Regions from separate parts of the Mus musculus genome. Here all the other regions are linked to region 2. A link is a contact called in public Hi-C, Micro-C and promoter capture Hi-C data. All regions are on one chromosome and are shown on one strand. The core of a region is the stretch at or near the end of the contact, and the rest is flanking DNA. Distances in the headings are between cores, read along the strand shown. Region 1 holds the start of Sypl2 (synaptophysin-like 2). Region 2 holds the start of Alx3 (aristaless-like homeobox 3). Region 3 holds the start of Atxn7l2 (ataxin 7-like 2). Region 4 has its middle 8.7 kb from the start of Gm40122.

Region 1 (2,700 bases), core at 174-2,673, 630 kb after region 2:
TTTCTGCAAGAATGCACAAAATGTTCCCCAAATCTTTATGATTTGAAATGCTGGCTGCATCTCAAGGACCAGTGAAACAAGCCAGTATTCCCACTAGACCAGAGAAGGGGAAACTGAGGCCATGGGCCGGTGAATGTTTCAAGGTCACAGGGTAAATCTAATATTGAGCTATACTCTAGAATGCTGACAGGCATTTGATCCATGTTTGACTAATGTTGGAAACTAGTGTCCAGAGAAGTGACTTGTCCAAGGTCATAGAGCTGAGACAGGTAGCTCTAGGCCTGCAACCTACCATCCCTCCTTCCCGGCTCAATGTTCTGTTATGCCAGCTGTCACATTTTCTTCTGTCTTAATTGGTTTTTTTATGTAATCATTGGATTGGGAAACTGTTCATTCATCCATCCATTTCTTTACTCGGTTACAGTTTCCCAAATTGCTCCAGTGACTTCAGCTGGTAGTCTGTCTCCTGAGTCCACCCCAGGGATCATCCAGGTCCTAGAAGGTTCCAGGCAGGATGGTTTCTGTAACCCATTTCCTTTCCTGGTGCCTTTAGTAGTAGCGTTGTTCTCACTGCAAAGTGGACCTTACCCTCCTTGTCCTCCTCACCCCTCCCGCCACTGAAGAGTGGTATGTGCAGGATCAGAGTTCTGGAAAGGTTACACCCGGGTCTTCTCGTCCGAGTGAAATGTGAGCGCCCTGGGCAAAGGCGCCTTGCACATAGAAGGTCCGAATCCGGGACTCCGCATGCCGGGCTCCTCTCCCTCCTTCCACCGAGCGCTGGAGCAGCAACCCTGGTTCTCCCCTCCCCCGCCCACCTGTCGCCACCCCCCACCCTTCCGCGGTGGCTGGGCCCGCTGCATCTCCCCAGCCTCCTCCGGGGCCACATTGCTTCGGGTCCGCGTCACAATCCAGGCTCCCGAAATAGCCCGGGGTTAGGGCCGACTCACCCACTGGAGAACTTTGATGAAGCCCAGCGGCTCCTCCAGGCGCTGCCAGCGCAGCCCCAGGAGCAGGCGGTCCACCTGCGGAGACAAAGCCAGCAGACGGTCAAGGCGGGCCGGCCCGGAGGGAAAGCGTGGGGCTTTCTATTCACATTGCGGGGGCGGGAGAGACGGAATCAGACACATTCGGGACATCTAGGTAGACAGGGACTAGCGAGAGTCCACAGGCCGGGTACTCGGGGCTTACCTGCTGGCGCGGAGACTTGTCCGAGGTGCGGCCGGGGCTCTCCGTCGAGGACATGCTGGCGCGTCGGGGCGCAGTGCAAGGGTTCGACTCCCTGGCCGGGAGGCTGCGTGGGGCGCGGGGGCGCTGGGGGCGGCGGGCTCGAGGCCGTGGGCAGGCCGGGCTCCAGGCTGGCGGGCTGGGTCGTGGGGGCGCTGCTGCTCGCGCTCTCGGAGGCTCTGTCCGCCGCGCTGCCCCGCCGGCTGCAGAAAACCCCCGAGTCCGATTCAAACTTCTGTCAAACAATCTGGCGGACTTGGCAGCCGAGTCACGTGGCGTGCGATCGCGAACCCTGCTCCCGCCCCTTGCTCTCCCCTTTTTCCGCGCGTAGGGCGCCTTAAAGGGACCTGTGGAGCCTGCTAGCCGTCGGGCTGCCAGAAGGCTCCGGGGTTTTTGCCAGAAGCTTCCAGGATGGGTCCCCACTAGAACAGCCCAGCTGCTTCAACGCCACGGCCAAGGTCAGGAACCTACACGGGATGCGTGGGCTCTAGTGCAGCTTTCCCGATTTTCCTGGGTTCTGTGGAAGGGTTTTCTTCTACAAATACCGTAGTGACTAGAGCACACAAGATTTACCTAAGGCATTCTTAGTGCTTCTGCTGCTGTAACAACGGCGCTCCACCAGCCAGAACAAAGAACTGAACTTTTACTTCGCATCAGACACGGTCTTACTTTTTAACAACAAACAGCGTTTGGATGTTAATGAGTTTTAAAGTTATCAAACTTTAAAAAGTAAGAATTCGATCTCCTTTTAACCGCCAACACTATTTAAATGAGAATGAAGTCTCGGAGGAGCCGTGGGAGTGGAGATTAGCGTTTGTATTGAAAACTAGGCAGAGTTGCAGTTTGATTGACTTTGAATGGGCCTAATTTTCGAAAAGTGTTCTGCGGTAGCCGGAAGTGAGCAGTTGCTAGTATTACACATTAGGTTTACAAGGAGTGGAAATCTAGGTAGTTAAAGATGACTTCATTTACCCAAAGAAGCTGAATGAGCCAATGGGCGGGCCCAGGAGGAAACCAGCCTTCCTTCTTTGCTCTTAACTCTCGTCCATCAAAGTCATTTCTTTGATGATCTGCCACTATGCTTCCAGCATTTCAAAACCAATGCTTTTTGATTAAATGTTCTGCTGTTATTTATACAATCCAGCCATTGGATAAATGTCTTCCCAAACCTGGCCATGAGTGTGTGGGGAGGCAACCAGCTAAGGCTGGAGTTGAAGGAAACTTCTGCCATGGAATTACATGCAAATTTGGGCTAAATAAGGAATTGCTGAGTCCACAGATATGCCCGTAATAAATCATGGGGACAGGAGAAATGGTTCAGCAGTTAGGAACATTGCTTTCTCAGAAAACCATGGTTTGGCTCCTGGAACTCACATGGCACCTCACACACATCTGCAATTCCACTTCTAGGCTATTCATGGCCCCATTTGGCCCCTGGACACCAGGCTTACACATCAGATGCACATACACGCCTCA
Region 2 (2,700 bases), core at 153-2,652:
GAGAGCCAGTGGACTCCCCTCTGGTAGAGGCAGAGGGGAAAACCTCATTTTAAGCCAGGCTTCTCTAGCTGGAAATATCAGCCCCAGGTGCTCCCATCTCTGCCTAGCCTGCAGTCTGTGATTAGGGGCCCTAATGGCCATAATGCCTCCAATGTGGTGTTTAAGCCAATAAGGCTTCAGAAAAGTTACGGTATGTTTAATAATGGCTTAATGACTCCTTGTGAGATGCAAGGCTTCTGGTTCCTGTTTGGCCTTGATTTACAGCCCAACTCTGGCTGAGGACAGCCAAGAAACCTCCTCTAAGCCTCCAACGGAAGAGGGAGGTGTTCACACCAGGCCTCTTAGATTCCTTTTAAAAATGAGAATTCAAATAGAATACAAATGATGTTTGACTCCCTGCCCCTCTCGCTAATCTCCAGGGGTCCTAAAAATATAAATGTTTTAACCCGGACCTAAGGGATCTTTAAGCTCGGGTCCAAAGGACCTCTGGTATTTCTTCCCAGATCTTAGGCACAGTAAGGATTATTCAGTTTCAGAAAGGCTAAGCTATACCCTAATCCTAGGCTTCCTTTGGGTCGAGGAGACTCACCTTTGGGAGATGCAATCCTACCCTCGCTATGTCTAAAATAGCAAGCCTGAAGCAGTTAATTTGCAGTGGATCTGAGTGACATTCAGTTTATGCTGCTCAGAAGGACAATGACCCTTCTGCTCTTCCATAGCTGACCCAAAAAGCTACCTGGGCAGACCACTGTGAAACCTAGAGATCTCTCTGTCTGTTTTGGCCTGCCTGGGCTTTGGAACTCACCACCAAATGTAGATGGACCACAGTCAGCTGAAAACGCTAAGTGAGAGGTTCAAATCACAGATAATCAATGACAGTATTGAGGCCCAAGCTCCCAAGCCCCCTGCTGTTTCCACAGCATCCAGTCTCTAGGATGTCCAGGCAAAACAAGTGTCTAAGGGAGATGCCCTTGCTTTTTTCCAGCTACCAGCAAAAATAAACCGAGCAAGGTGAAGGGGAAACTCTACCACAGTAGAGGCCTCTCTTCTCAGACTGATGTCAGATCAGGCCTCAAAGAGAATGTTGGAGGAGGGATGGGGGAGGGTGCGGGGGTGGGGAGGATGTCTGCCCTCACCGTTTCACCTCCCCAGGGCCAAGAGCCACTAAGATGGATATCAGGACTTGAGGGTGCAGCTCAGAGCCAAGGACTCACCCGACTGCTAGACAAAAGGGATCCTGCCCTCGAAAGGAAGCAGCTTCCCTCTCTTCTCTTCCAACTGCTTGTGATACCAGACTCGGGGTGAATGGGGTGGGGTGGGGGTGTTCCTGGGCTCCGAGGGGTTAACCCGCACGGGGCCGCACGTGACGTGGATGGTTCCAGCATTAAGTCAGAGGCGCGGCCCCCTCTCCTGCCCCCCACCCCCCGCGGCGCGCGCCGCTCCCGGGGGCTCCGCGCCCCCGAGCCCAGGTCCCTCCCCCTTGGCTCACAGGCCGCGCGGGTTAGCGGGAGCCCCGGAGCTCCGGCGGCCTGTGAGCCCGAGCCGGCATGGACCCCGAGCGCTGCGCGCCTTTCTCCGTGGGGCCGGCGGCCGGTCCTTACGCGGCCGCGGGGGACGAGGCTCCGGGTCCCCAGGGGACTCCCGATGCTGCGCCTCACCTGCACCCCGCGCCACCCCGCGGTCCGCGCCTGAGCCGCTTCCCGGCCTGTGGGCCCCTGGAACCCTACCTCCCAGAGCCCGCCAAGCCGCCCGCCAAGTACCTGCAGGACCTCGGGCCAGGCCCGGTGCTCAACGGCGGCCACTTCTACGAGGGCTCCGCGGAAGGTAACACGCCGGGGGTCGGGGGTGGTGGTGGAACCCCATGTCGTTCTTATCCCCAGCCCTTCCTGGTCTCCCCGACTCTCCCGCTTTCTTGCTTCTTAACTTTGGGTACGTCTCGCATTTTCCACGATTCCCTCGCTAGATCGCTGCTGGCCTGGCCGGACAAGGCCAGGGCATTGGGGACCGCAGAATCGCCTGTGTCCCCGGCCGGCAGAGGCAATGGGAGGCGGGAGGTCAAAGGAGGGTGGAGTAGGGACGATCTTGGGCCCATTCCGACCCCCAAGGTGATTGAACCTGGGAGGAGAGATCGCGCTCATCCGGAGCCGAGCCTCTCTGCCACCGACCCAGAAGAGGGGACTGGGTGGAGGGCCCCGGAGCCTAACTGGGCCCCAAAGCTGGGAGAGAAGAGTTCTGCTTTTGTGCATGGCGCCCGCTGAGGGCGTAGAGGCTGGGCCTCGACTTAGTGGCCAAACTGGACTCAGCGAGGGAAAGGCTGTGTCCTGGACTTACCCAGCTCTCATCCTCGGGCCCAGCCTCTGCAGGAAAAGGTTTTCTGATGCCGTTAAGTCGCTCCGCAGAGTGGCGGTGGCTGCTCCCCCTCAGAACTGGGACTGTCTTCAAGATCAAATAACTATGTTCTTGTTTCTCAGATTAACTTGGCCTCCCCGTCGCCACGGGGATGGCTACCCTTCTTGCAGTTGGCATCTCGGCACCGAATCATCACCGCTGAGCCGTCGGAAGCGGTCCCGAACTATCCTAAATCCCAGGGCGCATCCCACTCCGGGGACCGTGCCCTGTGTGCTAAGGCGGGTCGGACCGTACCATTATCTGAGAATGCGCCTGAGTGGCAGGGCCTGCCAAGACTCTTTTGCCGCCCAC
Region 3 (2,700 bases), core at 97-2,596, 620 kb after region 2:
CCCCCTCCCTGTCCCTTGGGGTGGGGGTGGGGGGATCAATTCTGAGTCACCAAATCTGAGTCCATTTCCAGTTCTCAGTGCACCTAGACCCAGCGAGGGCCCCATCTTAGCCCACTCAGCATGGGGGCAGTCCAAGGGTGGCCTGTATGCCCATCTAGGATGACTCTCTAATGCTCACTAACAGAGTGGCCCCTTTCTAGGATGAGAAGATTATTGGCAATCATAATACCCAGATGTAAGTGGTAGTGGGTTAGGCATGCAAAAGATAAGGGGCAGCTCCCACTCTTTTAAGTCCCTTAAATTCAAGTGTGGGGAATGACAGAACAGAGCTGTAAGTCAGAGGTCTCAAAAGAGAACAAGTGGCATTAGAGACCGCTCCATGAGATCTCCTCCTCCACCTCTTCTCACTTGCAAACTTCTTCAGGGGTGTGATGCTTGTTGTCACCCCGAAAGGCCACGAGGCCAGGTGCTCCCTGGGGCCCAGGAGACAAAGATCAGAAGGGGCTGCAGGCCTGCTCACCAAAGACACTCAAGGGCCTACAGAAAATAGGGGTCAAGGAAGAGAGCCAAGGGGCAGGACAAGAGGCCCAGGAAAGGATGGAGGCTTGGAGTCATGTATGGATGGACTGATAGAGGGAGGTCGGGAGGATGGATGGATGGATGGATGGAGGATGGATGAACTAAAGCAGAGGGGGCGGGGGTTCGGGAAAACTGAGCAGACAGGGAGACGTTGAAAGAAGCTAAGGTGCGGGGCAAAAGGCGAAGAATCAAGTGGGTGGGGAGGGGGGCACAGAAGTGGGGTGCGTGGGAAACACGTGGAGAGGACTGTTGCAGATGGGTAGAGCCGGAGCAGGTGCAGAACCGAAAAAAGCTGGAGGACGGCTCACGAGAAGAAAGATAAAGGCAAGTAAAGTGGGGGGCAGGTACTGTACACCCGCAGAGACAGAGGTGGGCAGGGTGGGCTGCGAGCGATACGCCGGCGCTAGGACCCGGAGGCGCGAAGGTGTCTGAGCAGGCGGGCACTAGGACCCGGCGGGTCCTTTGTTTGGGGGGCCGGGGAGCCGGACGGCGGCTCTAGTCGGCGGCTCCCCTCAGCTGGAGGGGGCCCTGGGGGGGAGGGGAGATAGTGATGGGGTCCCCGGATTCTAATGTGTCTGTACTCACCGTCTGCCGCAGGCAGGTCGGCCCGCTCCACCCACGAGCTCCAGCTCTGTCCCGCGAAGTCATCGAGACTCGGCACTCGCCGCTCCAGAGCGGCCATTGCTGCCACCGCGCGTTCACGCACCGCCATCACCGCCGCGGACGCGCGCCCGCCCTGGCGCCGCCGCCGCGCGGCCCCCTCCCCCCACCCTCCGACCGGGGGCACGCCTCCCTCTCCCCCTACCTTGCCAGTTCACTCTCTGCGCAAGCGCAGCTCGTGCCTCCTGCCACTACCTCACTCTCAACACAGCTTTCTGGGAAGTGTAGTTGCGGAGGGGTGGCGATGCTTACGGAGCTAGCCGAGGGATCCCTTCCGAAATGCACAATCGCACGCGGGGAAGGAGAGATCAAAGCCTCGGGATATCCTCTTTCAACCCCTCCGTACACGTCCTTTGTGCCACTAGTTCACTCTCCCAAACTTACTGCGCATACCCGAGCCCCAAACCTCTTTCTGCCCAAGATACTCTTCTAAAGCCGTGCATCCGCCAGCTGGCTGGCGCCCCTTCCTGGGCTGGCGGCCACGAAGCGCCTCTGCACCCCTGTAGATCGAATAGGGTAGGTGCAAGGAGGTGGGCGCAGTGAATCAGAAGGGCAAGGGGAGGGAGTGTGCAGGACGTGCTGAAGGACACAGGGCTTGGGGTGGGGGAGGGCCACAGCTCCTGTGCTGTTCCTCTATGGGAAACGCACGCTGCCTTGATGCAGAACGGAGGTTTGGAGTACTGTGTCTTAGGTTTGGGAGGACCTGGCTGAGCTTGCTAAGATCACCTGTCAGTATGACAGAAGGCTATCGCCGATCCAGAACCAGCCCCAGAACTAGGGTAGCCCCAAGGCTGCTGGTGTTTGCAGTGTCTCTGCTGATCGTCTCTCTCCTCCTGGGAACTACAATCGATAACCTGCACCGCCTCTTCCCAAATCCTGGCTGGACCCTGACTCCATTCATCATTTTGGCTTCTTTTTCTAGTGAATCTTTTCACCGCTGGAAAAGCTGCTATTGAAGCCTTGGCATAGGGAGGTTTCTCATATCTATCTTTTCTTTTCTTTCTTTCTTTCTTTCTTTCTTTCTTTCTTTCTTTCTTTCTTTCTTTTTTTCTGCTAAGGTCCAGAAAGTACCTTAATCACCCACCTTCTCAGCTGATAATATTTCTTCCCACCCTCACAGAAGAGACAAAAATCTACCTTCATCTCCGTCCCCATTCTCATTGGAAATTAAATATTAATCCTCTTTTTCTTTGACTACCTCACCCATCACGCCATATTGCATCCCTTTGCCTAAAATGAAGCCAAGTTTGGGAGCAATTAAGTCAAGGTCTGTGACTTTCTGCCTCCCATATAAGAGCAGTTTAACTACATAAAGAATAACATCTGAGGGCAGAAGTTCTAAACCTAAGACCCACCCAGAGGTGGTCCCTAAGAGGCCCAGAAACCTGATGAGACTAAATGTAAAACTGTGCCCAAGTACATTTTTCTAGAGAATGTAAATGTGACATGTGACTGTCTGAG
Region 4 (2,700 bases), core at 66-2,565, 570 kb after region 2:
AGATGAACGAAACTGGACACTTTGGTCTCTCCAAATGGGTCTCTTCTTGGAATCACAGCCAGACAGAAAGAGTGCCCAGGAGTCGGGGATGGCCCAAGAAAGGGATAAACATAATCAATTGGGTCTGATCGGTTTGTGTTTGAAGTTTCAAATGGTGCTAGGGCTGGCTGGCAATGTATACTCTTCAACCCAGGCTACCCCTAAAAACCACGGGGCCATATTGACTTGCTCTGAATTAGAGGCTGCAGAAATCCCAGGCCCCTCCCTCCAGAGCCTTCTTGGGGATCCTAAAATACCCCCTCCTCTTCTTCTGACTTTGCTCTCAGCTCCCCCAGTACTTAGAGAGCACAGCTCACTGGCCTGTTCAGCCCTCAAGGCAGCCCCGCCCACACACCCCTGCTCTTGCCTTGTGCCCTTCTGACCCCAACCATTCTCTTCCTGGTCCTGAAATTACACACCAGGCCCCTGGAGAGTCTCTGTGGCACCTCAGCTTCCCTAGTGGGGCATCTGATCCCACGCTTGGGGGCTGACCCTCCGAGCACAGAGCACAAGGCGTGGCCTGGTTCTTTTCCCTAAGCTTCCCGTTCTTTGGACTGACTGCCCCATTTTCTCGCCTTTTCTGCCTTTCTTATTTGGCTCTTTTGTTTCCCTCCTTCCTCCCTCCTCCTCTCTGGCTCCAGGCTTTGGGTCAGCTCTCCACTCTCCTCCTGTCTCTGCTTGAATGTACACCTTTTACTTCCTCCCCTGCACTGAGCACACTGAAGCGCTGGTCCCTGCCTCCCTGGATGAGGGAAGGAATAGCAGAGGGAGGCTGGGCCAGCGGCCAGACTTGCCTTTAGCCTCTGGCTTGGGTATCTGGGACCTGTGTCTGGGAGAGTCCTCGACAGAGCCTCAGGCCTATGGAGCTGGCGGGGACCAGGGTTGAAGACCACTGCACCAAGTGACTGCAAGCAGAGAATAGGATATGACAGCAAGCAAGGGGAAGCCATCTCTCTCTCTCTCTTTCTCTCTCTCTCTCTCTCTCTCTCTCTCACACACACACACACACACACGAGAGAGAGAGAGAGAGAGAGAGAGAGAAGGGGAGGGAGGGAGGGAGGGAGAGAGAGAGAGAGAGAGAGAGAGAGAGAGAGAGAGAGAGAGAGAGAGAGAGATTCTGTAGCCTCTACTTCTGCCTCCCTAGACAGAATTCTGGGCCAGAAACCCTCTCAATGGCCACTGGAGGGCCCTGTCTATTCCTCCAGGGTGCAGATGCAGGGGCCCAGGTGGCTGCCAGCAAAATGCAGCTGGGGACTGGAGTGGAAGCTGCACCCTCAGGAAACAGGCCACACTTTCACCCCAGCCAGTTCCCGGCCTAATTAGAGACCGGAACGGCATTGATCGTCCCTGGGCTCATTATGTCACAGCTGGGGAACAGCTGGCCAGTCTTTTCCAGGCCATTAGCTGCGCCATGAAGTGGAGAAAAGGCGGGGGGGGGGGGGGGGGGGGGGAGTGAGCGAGCAGGATCAATACCCTGTCTGTGTGTGGGGGAAACAGCTTGGTGGCTGCCTCCCCTGGCTCTCTGGGCTGTGTTTCTCTCAAAGGCTGCCTCCTGCGCACAAGCTTCGAGTTCACACGTGGAAACCCAGCTCTAACCATCTGGGAGCTTGGTGAGTGAGATAGACACACTTTGGGGCCAGTGCTGGCCCAGTTCTGGGGACCATTCCAACCTTCTCTCCCAGGGTAATGGGAGGGGAAAGACTCGTATTACCTACCCAGTCTCAAAGGGGACCTTAAAAGTCCAGGTCCTCTCCACTCCTGCAGCAAGATGACACCCAAGGCAGCTGCTTCTCTTGGCCCCTGGCCACTTCAGTGTGCCCCTGGGCTCAGTTGGGTTTGGTTTCCTGTGAGATGGGGAAATGACAGCTCTTCTGATCCTTAGGGAATAGGGGTGATGGAAGGAAGAGATGACAGCTCTCCCCTGCCCCCCACACCCCGTCCCTGGCCTGAGGCTCAGCTGGGTGACACCTGAGGCAAGCTACCTGACCCCAGGAGTTCGAGGGAGCCCAGAATTGCTTAGTAAACTGACTCTTTACTTTCAGAGTTTTAAAGTGTCAAACCTGGGGTGGGGGTGGGGGGAAACCTCTGAAAAATCATGGGCTTCTCTCTCATTTGATTTAGTGAGAGATGGTGAGGCTGAGTGTTGAGCTCTGCCGTGCCTGCCTGAGTCGTCTTCTGTCAGATGCTCCTTCCGGGCCTCAGCCACCCCTCGCAAGCATCCCACATTGAGTTTTCACGGAGCCCTGAGGTCTCCCAGGCTCATGTCCTCGAGTTTCTGGCAGAGGTGGGAGAGGAGTGTTCGCTTTTGCCCTTCTTCCCACACAGCACGGCCATGAGAAACCGCGAGAGTCCCTAGGCCTCTCAGAGCCCCAGCTGCTGCAGTGCCAGACAGCGGTTCTGCCCCTGTGAACAGAGGCCAGCTACATACAACCTCCTCTGCTCTCCGGACTGCTAGGACAGCCCCTGCAGAGTCCGTCGTGAATGAAGCACAGACAGGCAGACAGACAGACAGACAGTGGTCTGAATTCTAGACTTGAACTCTATCCAGCTGAGTTCCAGCCCTTAGAAACCAGTACTTGGCTCTAAGTAGAAGCACATGGAAGGGAAGGGCACTGGGAATGTGTGTTACAGATGAGGAGGCTGTGTCCCTGGGAAGAGGCT

What was found. Promoter capture Hi-C pulls out the DNA fragments that hold promoters and counts their contacts. A called contact is a pair of places that touch in the nucleus more often than the background predicts.
Region 1: a Micro-C map of embryonic stem cells shows a contact between it and region 2, with 2.6 times the contacts expected there. The contact joins the promoter of Sypl2 here to the promoter of Alx3 in region 2. A contact is called at or near these places in 6 of 39 promoter capture datasets (the C10 cell line, embryonic stem cells, liver and 2 more) and 2 of 484 Hi-C or Micro-C datasets (embryonic fibroblasts and embryonic stem cells).
Region 3: a Hi-C map of embryonic fibroblasts shows a contact between it and region 2, with 5 times the contacts expected there. The contact joins the promoter of Atxn7l2 here to the promoter of Alx3 in region 2. A contact is called at or near these places in 3 of 39 promoter capture datasets (the SN4741 cell line, cranial neural crest and stem cell-derived epiblast-like cells), 1 of 484 Hi-C or Micro-C datasets (embryonic fibroblasts) and 1 of 9 other capture datasets (adipose tissue).
Region 4: a promoter capture Hi-C map of cranial neural crest shows a contact between it and region 2. The contact joins the enhancer-like site here to the promoter of Alx3 in region 2. A contact is called at or near these places in 10 of 39 promoter capture datasets (the 3T3-L1 cell line, the C10 cell line, the HPC-7 cell line and 5 more), 1 of 115 datasets of contacts at active chromatin or transcription factors (embryonic midbrain) and 1 of 9 other capture datasets (embryonic stem cells).

The regions. Positions count from the first base shown.
Region 1 is chr3:108,225,176-108,227,875 of GRCm38.p6, forward strand. Sypl2 (synaptophysin-like 2) reads right to left here and starts at 1,424. Exons shown (of 6, transcript NM_008596.1): 1 at 1,189-1,424; 2 at 948-1,022. The coding sequence starts at 1,242.
Region 2 is chr3:107,593,629-107,596,328 of GRCm38.p6, forward strand. It overlaps Alx3 (aristaless-like homeobox 3), which reads left to right and starts at 1,403. Exons shown (of 4, transcript NM_007441.3): 1 at 1,403-1,824. The coding sequence starts at 1,548.
Region 3 is chr3:108,209,181-108,211,880 of GRCm38.p6, forward strand. It overlaps Atxn7l2 (ataxin 7-like 2), which reads right to left and starts at 1,347. Exons shown (of 11, transcript NM_001289545.1): 1 at 1,165-1,347. The coding sequence starts at 1,291. It also overlaps a transcript of Sypl2 not described here.
Region 4 is chr3:108,165,321-108,168,020 of GRCm38.p6, forward strand. No RefSeq gene overlaps it. Among named protein-coding and RNA genes, the nearest start is that of Gm40122, 8.7 kb to the right of the region's middle. Within about 2 kb of position 1,316, at least 99 of the 459 cell types and tissues checked have an H3K27ac peak or open chromatin away from gene starts, as enhancers often do. A contact at or near this core is called in the HPC-7 cell line, hippocampal neurons and pre-B cells, where this site is marked.